Regions from separate parts of the Tachysurus vachellii genome. Here region 1 is linked to region 2. Evidence: chromatin contacts called from public Hi-C data. All regions are on one chromosome and are shown on one strand. Each heading gives the region's core, a stretch centred on a gene start, on an enhancer-like site or on the middle of the called end of the contact. The rest is flanking DNA. Distances are from core to core; before and after follow the strand shown.

Region 1 (7,024 bases), core at 2,160-4,659, 180 kb after region 2:
TTTAAAATCACGACGACGACGAGGACGACGACAACCAGACAGCTTTATTAAAAAAAAAAAAAAAAAAAAAAAAAAACTTCAGTGCCTTTCGCACACCATTGTCTACTCCATCTAGAGAAAGAGAAAGTGAGATAAAGGAACGGAGTGAGTGGGCTAGTCAGAGACGGCGTTGTAGCACGGCTCAAGCGCCTCTATTCAAGCGGCCTCTATTCTCTCAGAAAGTCTGCCGGAGGGAACCTGCTGCTCGGTCTCGCCAATCCTTCCCCATTACGACCAGAAACCCACTCCTTCCTGCCTTCCTGCCATCACTAATTTAGTAATCACATGAAATTCAGAAGAGGGGCAATTTAATACGCTGCTTGCTCTGAGCAAGATTTAACGCTGGAGTATTTCATCACTGCGAGCAAGCCACTTTAACTAATTTATCTTGTGCTTTCCTGTGGGGCAGTATACAAAAGCAATTTGCTCGTGGCGTAAAACAAGAGACAAATTGCTTACTAATCTAGGTCTTCAACCGTTTAATGTCTCGCCTTAAAAACCGGCTTGCCAACCCTCTTTTCTTCGGCGTTGCTGTCTGTCAAATGGCATGTTTCACGCCAAAATTATTTCGTGCCATTTTTTTTGTGAGGGGTCCTTTCATTCGTGGCAACGTGTAAAAAAGGATTACACAAAATCAAATCAAGCTTTCATTTCCCTTAAGTGGTATGCATAAAGCGTGGTTTCCTCTGTCAAAATCAGGAGAAAATTTCACGTATCATGCCCAGGGCTTGGCTGGAGATGAGTCACCTTAGTGAGTCGAGACATTATGATGAAAACGGTAATGGACGTGCTCTTCGGGAGACGCCTGAGACCACTGAAACACACCGCACGTCTGGGTCAAAACCAGCAAAACAAATAAGGAGTCGAAATATTCACACTTTTACTTTTTTTTATTCGAACCCCTGTAGAGGTCCGAAACGCACTCACGCTACACCTGTAATCAGACGTGACCTGCTCATCATCATACCTGGGCAGTTTGGCTCCACACCAGCCTCCATCATCATACTGGTTTCTGACTAATTAAGAGAGAGAGAGAGAGAGAGAGAGAGAGAGAGAGAGAGAGAGAGAGAGAAATCAAAAAGAATATCTAGTTTCTGCCAGTGATTTACATGTAAGATTCCATGCAAATCCATGAAAGATTAACACAATGGTTTGATCATTAAAACAAAAAAGTGCTGTGTCAAATTGTAATCCAGCGCAATGTCTCCATCTAGCGGTTGCACTAGGAATTACCTTTGAAGGTTTATATCCGAATAGCATAACAACTGCCACCTTAAGATCCTCTCTGGACAAGTAGCCCTTCTTTTCTACATCACACTGTTCAAAAACCTAAACACAAAGGCAAAAAAAAAACATTTAAAAGTATTAAACATGCCCCCAAATAAAAGCATAACAGAAAAATAAACTTTCTTTGTCGTATTTTGATATAATAAAGGGACAAGAATGAATTAAACCCATCTAAAATGTATAAAAGCGTATTTTCAGTTTTCATGAAACGTGTTACTAATAACGTGTAAATAATTTCCACGTTACTAATAACATGTGTAAATAATTTCTGCGCCCTGTGGTGGACACAAAGCCGTGAGCCCGGATAGCTCAGTCGGTAGAGCATCAGACTTTTAATCTGAGGGTCCAGGGTTCAAGTCCCTGTTCGGGCGGAAATACACTTTTTATTTTTATTTCTAAACTGAAATCAAAACGTCGGAAATATAAGACGTTATATTACTACAGACACTACAGACACCACAGACACCACAGACACCTCAGACACCACAGACACCACAGACACCTCAGACACCACAGACACCTCAGACACCGCAGACACCGCAGACACCACAGACACCACAGACACCACAGACACCACAGACACCACAGACACCTCAGACACCTCAGACACCACAGACACCTCAGACACCACAGACACTACAGACACCACAGACACCACAGACACTACAGACACCACAGACACTACAGACACCACAGACACTACAGACACCTCAGACACCACAGACACTACAGACACCACAGACACCACAGACACTACAGACACCACAGACACTACAGACACCTCAGACACCACAGACACCGCAGACACTACAGACACCACAGACACCACAGACACTACAGACACTACAGACACCACAGACACCACAGACACTACAGATAAACCCAGATGTAACAGATGTGTCAGTTTTAAATATTTACTTTATGGACTTTATGAATGTTGACAATTTAATACGTATTAAAACAGAGATGCTTGAACATAGAGAATTGTGTAGAACAAGCTAGTAAACAATATCTAGTTAACACAGTTAGTTATCTGGGTTAACTAGGTACACACAGTAAGTTATCTATTTAACTCAGTTATCTACTTAACACAGTTAGTTATGTAGGTTAACACAGTTAGTTATGTAGGTTAACACAGTAAATTATCTACTTAACACAGTTAGTTATCTAGGTTATCTATTTAACACAGTTAGTTATCTATTTAACACAGTTAGTTTATGTAGGTTAACACAGTTAGTTTATGTATGTTAACAGTTAGTTATCTAGGTTATCTAGTTAACACAGTAAGTTATCTAGGTTATCTAGTTAACAGTTAGTTATCTAGGTTATCTATTTAACACAGTTAGTTATCTATTTAACACAGTTTATGTAGGTTAACACAGTAAGTTATCTACTTAACACAGTTAGTTATCTAGGTTACCCACTTAACACAGTTAGTTATCTAGGTTATCTATTTAACACAGTTAGTTATCTAGGTTATCTATTTAACACCGTTAGTTTATGTAGGTTAACACAGTAAGTTATCTACTTAACACAGTTAGTTATCTAGGTTATCTACTTAACACAGTTAGTTATCTAGGTTATCTAGTTAACACAGTACGTTATCTAGGTTATCTAGTTAACACAGTACGTTATCTAGGTTATCTAGTTAACACAGTTAGTTATCTAGGTTATCTAGTTAACACAGTTAGTTATCTAGGTTATCTAGTTAACACAGTTAGTTATCTAGGTTATCTAGTTAACACAGTTAGTTATCTAGTTAACACAGTTAGTTATCTAGGTTATCTAGTTAACACAGTTAGTTATCTAGGTACCTTACTTATATTTCAGAAGCTAATACACTTTGCCTGTTTGTAAGCAGCAGTTTATCTTAGCTGTAGACAATCTTACCGAAACAAACCTCTTCCTGTCACCTGCTGTCACTTTTCTATCCCTATTCCTACTAAATGCAGCGCCGCTACAAAGAGACATTACTTCCTACGCTACAAGCTACAAGCTACATGCTAGCTGTCTGTTTATACGCTAGGCTTTAACGGTTTCCATGGTAATGCGTAGCTGCGCACGAGCGCCTCCAACTGGCACGGCTCGCGCCTAAATGTAATATATTACCCTGCTGCACTACAGTGGTGCACTATCTAGGGTGTAAACATTACGTCATACACTTTACAGCCAATCAAACGTCGGATTACATTTATCCAGATTCAGCGTCTTTACAAAAAAAGACAAACAATGTAGTCCTGTGAGACCATTTTATAAAACCCTTCAAACATCGTTTAATTATCTTAATTAATATTAAAGCTGCTAACGCGACATTTTAAACTCCAAAGGACACCGAATCTACATTACATTTACACTCACTGCATTAGTGCACTACATAGCGTGTAAAACCACACACACTAGACCACTACGTAGGGCACTAGGTTTGTACCCAGGAGCCGATTGGGATCGAGCCTGTATAGCAAAGTACGTCAGTTTATATGAAGTGAAGTTTGCTACAAAGACGTTATATCACACACAAGATAATAAAAGTCGGATTACAATCAGGTTTATATAAATTATTTGTTTTATTTACAAATATCAGATTTGCATCCAGGTGAGTTTGTGTTCATTTATCACGCTTTATCTATTATAGATTATTATTATTATTATTATTATTATTATTATTATTATTATTATTATTATTATTGGAGGCTTTTATTTTGATGGGGGTTATTTCGCGGTATTCACAGTGCATTCATTGATGTTTTCTACAACGTGCACTGGACATTAAATTAGAAGAAAATGATGCAAAATGATTAATTTCAGATTTCTACTTCATGAACTATTAGATATATATATTGTGCATTATCTGTTCTTTTTTTCCCCATTGATCTTGTTCTAACAGTTAATCTGCACCACCAGAGTAAGTTACAAAAATAATGTTGTTTATTTTAACGTTAAAGTTTATAAAACTCTTTAAGTACAGAACTGATGCTGTGGAACTGAAAGGCTTTTTGTGTCACAGACAGATAACATGAACAACGTGTTGTACTCCAATGAGTCGACTCTTCTATTTGGTTCTTTTAGGTAATTGACCGGGACTCGATTCCACGGTTGTTGTTTTTTGTTGTTGTTCTTTTATGGAAATTAAGACAAAAAGTCTTTTTGGTCACACACACACACACACACACACACACACACACACACAACCGTAAGAAATAAGAAACCAGTAGAACGTATCAACATCTGAGTCGTTTAGAGTCGGTTCAGGTTAAACGCTCGACTCTTGTGTGTGACTGAATCAACATGATTTACACAGTCAGTACATTCTATTTGAATGAAAGTGTATGAATAGATGAATGAATATTTTTACTGCTAAACCATTTAAACCTTCATCTAAGGGATGTGCTCCTGTAAGTGTGTTATTAACATCTGTAGTGTAATAACCTTCAAATAATAATAATAACATCTATTAAAGGTTAGAGCACTTTGTTAGTCAAAATGTATTAAATGACTTCTTGCTTCCACTGTGGAACAGAATGGAGAGCCAACACGGCAAGTGGACGCTGTCTGACAGTGAGGATGATGATGATAATGTCATACCACCAACACCACCGAAAAACATACAGGAACCCATAAAGAACATTAAGCCTGATCCAGAGCCCAAAGCCAGCCCAGTTAGTACAGTGTTAAAGCCCAAATCTGAGCCAAGGAAAAAAAACAACGTGAAGCTTGAGACTGAAAAAACGTCTGTCCCTGCAATGGGCTCTGAGGCTCGACAAGCCTCACGCCTCCATCAGAGTAATCCGGTTAAATACGACAGCAGTCCTTCTGCAGCACCGAAGAGAAAGAGAGAGACAGATGAGGGAGGTTGGAACCTCTCCAGCAGTGATGATGATGACAACAGAGCTTCCTCATCAGCCCCTAAAAACAAACCCAAACCCAAACGACAAGGCTCAAGTCCTCCGAGGAAGAAGCCCGAGAGAAGTCGGCCCCCGAGTCCACATGGTGAAAATTATTACAAAGAGGAACCCAGTGATTTCTTTGAGGCAAACTTAAACACCACGAACGATACGTACCGCTTTTATTTAAACAAAGTCACAGGGATAGAAAAGAAGTACAACACCGGAGCCTTGCACATTAAAGGTGAACACACAAATACTATATATCACTTTCGTTTTATGTGTATTTAAGCTGTGCTTGGTTACATTTATTGATTTATTGATTTTTTTCTACCTGCTTCAATAGAAATACTTTCCCCCATGTTTGGCACACTAAAGGAATCCGTCCAGGTACGTGTCTGTTTGTATGTCGCTCACACTGTTGTGTGTTAAAGACTGGAGATGAAATGCACATCACTTTAACCTCTGGTGTTTTATCAAACTATAAGTGGTAACCTAGGCAACAAGTAGGTTAAATCTCTGAATCCTGAAATTTATATCTAAAGCTACACCTTGTTAATGTCAAACAAACATCTCCTTAGAGGAAACTTCACATCAACAATTACACGTATGTTACACACATAAAGTTATAATATAATATCATTCACATATAAATTAACATCCTCATGAGTGAAAAGAAGACTCAGCAATGATCACTTTACACACACACACACGCACACACACACATTGTCACAGTCCCATCTGAAACTTTTATAGATTTTTTTTTTTCTGTCCTTTCAGTTTAACTACTGCTTTGATATTCCATGGATGGTGCAACAATATCCTCCTGAGTTCAGGTAAGTGTGAACTTTACACACTGTTCACCAGGTAGGATTTAAAAACAGATTAATGCCGTTTATTAACGCTCATCCTAATGCCTAATGGGATTTAGACAGAATCTAAAAGAGCTTTAGTCGTGTTAATTATGACCATTTTTGGCTCCTTAATTACCAAAATGAATACGACTAACATTTGAATTTGTGGTTTGTGGCACTTTAATTAAGGTAAAGTCTTTAATTAAGGTCAATTTTGATATCTCACAGATATATTTGCTCTGTTTTAGGAATAATCCCGTAACGATCGTGCATGGAGAGAAGCGAGAGTCGAAGGCTCGTCTCATGCAGCAGGCTCAGCCCTACAGCCACATCCGATTCTGTCAGGTTCGGCTTCTTAAAACTCTTTAACACTGATACAGTTTTCTCTCCACTCATTACAGGTGTATTTTAAAATGGTTTAGAAAAGTCCACTCTACTGGGTTTAATTGTTTTCTAATAAATCATTGTCCAGTTTAATGGGTATGAATAAATAATAATAATAATAATAATAATAATAATATCCCACCTCCGCCTTGTGTGTGTGGAGTTTGCATGTTCTCCCCGTGCCTCGGGGGTTTCCTCCGGGTACTCTGGTTTCCTCCCCCGGTCCAAAGACATGCATGGTAGGTTGATTGGCATCTCTGGAAAATTGCCCCTAGAGTGTGTGTGTGTGTGTGTGTGTGTGTGTGTGTGTGTGTGTGCCCTGCGATGGGTTGGCACTCCGTCCAGGGTGTATCCTGCCTTGATGCCCGATGACGCCTGAGATCACGCCTCCCTGTGACCCGAGGTAGTTCGGATAAGCGGTAGAAGATGATGATGAATAATAATAATAATAATAATAGATCGGATATCAGAGAAAACATATCGTAAATCGGATCCCGTCAGACACGGTCAAGACCGGTATTGGATTTTGAGCGTAAAGCCATCGTGATGTTCTTTAGAACGCAGAGAATTTGGGGAGCA
Region 2 (6,625 bases), core at 2,635-5,134:
ACACGCATGCTCTAGGCTCTCCTAACAGTGCACACACACACACACACACACATAGAGAGAGAGTATATACACAGGCTATAGACTCTCCTAACAGTGCACGCGCACACACACACGCAAAGTATATACACGCATGCTCTAGGCTCTCCTAACAGTGCACGCACACACACACACACACACACACACACACACACACACACATAGAGAGAAAGTATATACACAGGCTATAGACTCTCCTAACAGTGCACGCACACACATACACACACGCAGAGTATATGCACACATGCTCTAGGCTCTCCTAACAGTGCACACACTCCCCCAGACACACACACACACACACACACACAGAGTATATATACACACATGTTCACACACGCTAAAGTTCAGGAACTAAAATGACCACCAGTGAGTGTTATTTTTTTCACACACACTGCAAATCCCACCCTCTCATTCCCTCTCTCACTCTCTCACACACACACACACACACACACACACACACACACACACACACAGAGAGAGAGAGTATATACACAGGCTATAGACTCTCCTAACAGTGCACGCGCACACACACACGCAAAGTATATACACGCATGCTCTAGGCTCTCCTAACAGTGCACGCACACACACACACACACACACACACACACACACATAGAGAGAAAGTATATACACAGGCTATAGACTCTCCTAACAGTGCACGCACACACATACACACACGCAGAGTATATGCACACATGCTCTAGGCTCTCCTAACAGTGCACACACTCCCCCAGACACACACACACACACACACACAGAGTATATATACACACATGTTCACACACGCTAAAGTTCAGGAACTAAAATGACCACCAGTGAGTGTTATTTTTTTCACACACACTGCAAATCCCACCCTCTCATTCCCTCTCTCACTCTCACACACACACACACACACACACACACACACACCAGTTCTTATATATTTAGACATATAGTTATTTACATGTGAACAATCTTCTGTCTTTCTGGACCGTGCAGGAGTTTAACAGATGGTCCTCTGCATTTCGATTGTGATCCTGCTTCTAATTGTGTAACTTGATGGAGTTTGTCGTCTTTTCTGTCTGAGGATGGAAACTCTGTGCTGCAGCCAAAAACACCACCCAGTGCAATCATGTTTGTTCGGTTCTGCTGGAAAATGTCACACAATCCCGCGATAACAAACAGGGTACAAATGACAGGGGTCACATCATTAACTTCTGTCCAGTTAGTCACGGTTAACTAGTCGCATCTGTCACACATCATTATCGACTGACTCGGAACTAAAGATGCTGCGGTGTCGATGTATTCACCTGGATGAGTTGTGAGCTGTCGGCTAGCAGGTCCGAGACACAGGGACATCTCACCTGGACAGGTAAAGTATAATGTTACTGATCACCTGTAGAGACGAAGTAACCATCTAAGCAATGAATGAAGTATACATCAACCTGAGAGTGATTCAATACACTACTGAATCAGACACAGACGAATCAAACACAGCGGTGAGTCGATTAGACAAACTCTAAGGCAAATCAGACACAACAGTGAATCAGATACAGACTAGTCAATTACACACAGCAATGAATCAATCAGAGACACCGAGGCTAATCAGACACCGACTTGTCAATCAATTAGACCGAGCAGTGAATCAATCAGACACGTTAGCGATTCAATCCGACACGGTCTGGTCAAACAATCTGACACAACGAATCAATTTAATGTATGTTCACAAATCCGGGATTCGAATCAAACGTGAAATGAAATGAGACAAAAACATATATAATGCAAACGAACCCGAGCCGCTACTGATTCGATCCGATTTAATAGGACTAGTGACTCAATCCATGTGTGACTCGATCTGATACACTAGTGAATAAATACAATGCAGTAGTGAATCGATCTGATATCACTTGTGACTTACTCCAACGTCTGATGGAAAAAAAAACATTAATTTCTACACCAGTGCAGAGAGATTATATTACAAAGACCTTACTGAAGTGAAGCAAACAAATGATCCAAATTGATGAGTGTAGAACAAGAGTCAAATGTAGAGATCTTATCACACAGGCAACCTGGAAAACCAGTTAACCTGCACATTTATTGCCCTGCTACACACACACACCCCAGACACACACAACACCCACACACACACACACACACACACACACCCCACACACAGCACCACCCACACACAGCACCCCCCAACACACAGCACCCCCCAACACACACACACACCCCAGACACACACAACACCCACACACACCCCACACACACACACACACCCCACACACAGCACCCCCCAACACACACACACCCCAGACACACACAATACCCACACACATACACACCCCACACACAGCACCCCCCACACACAGCACCAACCACACACAGCACCCCCCACACACAGCACCCCCAACACACACACACCCCAGACACACACAACACCCACACACACCCACACACACACACACACACCCCAACACACACACACACCCCAACACACACACACACCCCACACACAACACCCACACACACCCCACACACACACACACCCACACACACCCCACACACACAACACCCACACACGCACAGCACCCCCCACACACAGCACCCCCCAACACACACACACACACCCCAGACACACACAACACCCACACACACCCACACAACCCCCCACACACAGCACCCCCCAACACACACACACACACACACAGCACCCCCACACACACAGCACCCCCACACACACACCACCCCCACACACACACACAACACACAACACCCACACACACCCACACAACCCCCCATAAACAGCACCCCCAACACACAACACCCACACAACCCCCCACAAACAGCACCCCCAACACACAACACCCACACACACCCACACAACCCCCCACAAACAGCACCCCCAACACACACACACACACACACACCCACATACAACACACCCCCACACACAACACCGCCCAACACACACAACACCGCCCAACACACACAACACCGCCCAACACACACAACACACAGAAAACACAACACACACCCCAACACACAACCCCACACACACAGCACCCCCAACACACACACACACAACCCCCACACACACAGCTCCCCCAACACACACACACACACACACCCCAGACACACACAACACCCACACAACCCCACACACACAGCACCCCCTAACACACACACACACACAAAACCCACACACACACCCCAGACACCCACATACAACACACCCCCACACACTACACACCCCCAGCACACACACCACACAGAAAACACAACACACACACACAACACCCCCAACACACACACACAACACCCCCCTCAATCAGATGCTTGTTTGACTAGCAGAGAAAACAATATCCTGCGTTCACTCGAAATGAAACTTCAACAATTAAAGCAATAAAACAAGAACATGACAAACTCGAGCTTGAAGTAAACCGGAAATTAACCTGATAACGTGCACATTCTAGGGTTTAACACTAACTTCGTGCAACATTGTTGACAACAGAAACACAAAAGTAAAAACGAGACAAAAAGTAAAAACGAGACAAACACGAGATAAACACAAAGTAAACACAAAGTAAACAGGAGATAAACACGTGACGCACTTCAGCACTAAACTGTTGCCTTCACTTGTAACAGTGTAACGTGGTGCACGCGCCTCTCTCTCTGACTCTTTATAACGTTTTATAACCGGTTTAATACGACAGAAACAAACCGACTGAAACAGAACAGAAACAAGAGACAGATATAAGTGCCAGTTTTCCTACCTAGTGTTTATTATAAAACAACTCCGACACTCAGCTTGCTGCAACAATCCAGTCAATCGCTGTCGAAGCCCCGCCCACTGGCTTCTGATTGGTCACATCCAGGAGCGAAGCTTCTCAGTATAGGACTGATAGAGGTTGCCAGATTGAGATTATACTGACATCTGTAATCTTTACTGGAAGCAACAAAAATGTTCATCTTTGCAAGCTTTACAATTATAACTTACCAAACATGTGCATAAATATTTACAGCTTTATTTATTTATCATGTAGCTCTGTAACGGCCAGCAAAGCAAAACACACGCATCTAGCACACGCACATGCACTAGGTGGGGGTGCGTGCGTGCACTAGGTGGGGGTGCGTGTGTGCACCCCCACCTAGTGCACACACGCACCCCCACCTAGTGCACGCACGCACCCCCACCTAGTGCACACACGCACCCCCACCTAGTGCACGCACGCACCCCCACCTAGTGCACACACACACACACACCTAGTGCACACACCCCTAGTACACCGCACTAGGTGGGGTGTACTAGGGGTGGGGTGCACACCCCTAGTACACCCCCACTTAGTGCACACACTCCCCTAATACACACACACCTCCCTACTACACACCCCTAGTACCAAATGGTTCAAAGAACAAAAAACATGCAAACAGCAGATGGCCACGTGACTGAGTCACACTAAAGACCATTTATTCAACATTTACAAAAGTTTAAATCACTGAGTAGAAATCAGAGTTATAAGAGCTGATGACGCACAAATCTGCACAAATGAGCAATAGCAGAAGTCACGTGACTCACATTTGCAGTCCGTTAGACTTTCATTATAGGAAATATTGGCATTTAAATCCTCCACAATTCAAATCAATATCACGCATTAGAGCTGTTAATTACCTTATAATAAGTGCAGTAATGAGCTCTGCTACATTACAGTTAGCACAACACACCACTTACCAGTCACAGTTGTGTCCTGGGTCTTTTCCTGGTCACTTTGTACTGTTCATTTCTCTTTCTCTTTCCTTCCTCTTCTCTTTTAGGCTCCATTTGTATGTTTATTAACGCTTTAATTAAACACAGAGTCCAATTAACACACTTTACATCACGTGACCAAATTAGACGCTTACTATTCGATAATAATAATAATAATAATAATAATAATAATAATAATAATAATAATAATAACGCAATATTTCAGCAAGTTAAAGTCTGAGCTGTCTTGTATACAGAGTAGTTTATTTATAATTATATATATTAAAAACATTACAAAACAGAGCAGTTTAATGTAAAAGTGATTAGATTTTGGATTGTACTTTTATCCATTATTTCTCTAAAGTGGACTTAGACCATGCATTCAAAAATACAATACATTCCTTTATTGTTTTTATTTTTTTTTATTAATTTCTCACTTATAATTAAATATATAATAATAATAATGATAATAATAATAATAATAATAATAATAATAATAATATAAACACATGCATTGCATACGGTTGTAAAAATAATACTGTGTTGTTTAGTTGAAACATTTTGTGAGTATTTTTTTAATCAAAATCTTCAAAATTACAGATTTTCAAAAGGTTCTGAAATTAAGAATTTTAAAAGTTCTTAAAAAAAAATGAAACTTAACGCTGGGCAAATCTTTGCAATCTGGCAACCCAGTATGTGCGTCCACCTGCTGATGAGAGCGCGAGCGTGCCAAAATAACACATTACAAACAGTTTACACGTTCAGAAAGTAGTGTTAAACTCCACAACTTTACACACGGGACCGTAAATAAAGTTGATAAAACGTTATTAATGCTGTTATTAAGCTTTCAGAGCAGGCCTGACGTTTATAACATTCATTTACACAGATAGTTTTAATCGCTGTGTGTTTTGCGCCATCTGTCGGCATTGAGCGGAACTGCAGCGATTCATCAAGCTGCTGTGTGACGTCAGAAGGAATCGAGTAATGAACCTGAAAGGTTTGACATCATTAAAACGCAGTTTAGAGCTTTATTACTGTGATGCTGTGTTTTTCCAGCAGGGGGCGACATACATCTGGAAGCCGAATGCATTTGGTTTTAATGCCTTTATTCGAGGTGTTAATTAATTAATCTGTATATACAATAATTATCAGGATATTTTACATTTAATAGACTGATCCATTCAAGATGTCAAAGAAATGTGTGTGAAGAAGCATAACAAATTAAATGAATGACCAGATTTCATGGGTTTTACATCACATCCTTTTTATCTGTTTAAAGTTATTCAGTATTTATTCGGTATTTATTCAGTATTTATTCAGTGTTTATTCAGTATTTTCTTTTTTCACTTATAGCAACTATAAAGAGGCGTTCCCTCATCAGCCTCCGTCATGAACTTGCACCATCACCTCGGACCGTGGGGTAACACACTGACACTTATAGACTGACAATAACACTAATATAATATTTAACTAACGAGCATTTTCTCTCCCTCATGTTTGATGAGCACAAGATATACAGAGCGTCTAAATATGAATCCTTTTAAATGTAAGCAGCATTTACGTCTCCATCCCCTCACACAGGCGGCAGAACCCGAGGTCGAGTCCCAGTCCGCTCTAAGTGAGACATTACTACCGTCTCTTGTGAGGTTTAATTTGAGATCTGATCTAATAAGTCTGATGTATGATCAGTCGGGGTTCACTCCGCCTCCTCCGGCGCTGTAAAAGCGTGTGATTAACACATCTGGTGTAAATCTGTCTGCTAAAATTAGACTGCAGATTACAATAGATCTGCATCTGTACAGTAAACAGGAACAAATGGATCAGACAAACGAGCCTGTGTTTATAACGCCACTCCAGATCTCA

The links. Hi-C and Micro-C count contacts between places; a contact is called where the count stands out from the background.
Region 1: a contact with region 2 is called in a Hi-C map of muscle, with 4 times the contacts expected there. The contact joins the promoter of efcab11 here to the promoter of ston2 in region 2. A contact is called at or near these places in 2 of 3 Hi-C or Micro-C datasets (blood and muscle).

What each region holds. Positions count from the first base shown.
Region 1 is chr10:26,763,417-26,770,440 of HZAU_Pvac_v1, forward strand. It overlaps efcab11 (EF-hand calcium binding domain 11), which reads right to left and starts at 3,410. Exons shown (of 5, transcript XM_060880516.1): 1 at 3,217-3,410; 2 at 1,273-1,368; 3 at 1,007-1,055. The coding sequence starts at 3,297. tdp1 (tyrosyl-DNA phosphodiesterase 1) reads left to right here and starts at 4,054. Exons shown (of 17, transcript XM_060880493.1): 1 at 4,054-4,228; 2 at 4,331-4,392; 3 at 4,844-5,451; 4 at 5,554-5,597; 5 at 5,988-6,043; 6 at 6,310-6,406. The coding sequence starts at 4,340. It overlaps trnak-uuu (transfer RNA lysine (anticodon UUU)), which reads left to right and starts at 1,625; the gene lies at 1,625-1,697.
Region 2 is chr10:26,579,328-26,585,952 of HZAU_Pvac_v1, forward strand. ston2 (stonin 2) reads right to left here and starts at 3,885. Exons shown (of 7, transcript XM_060880487.1): 1 at 3,792-3,885.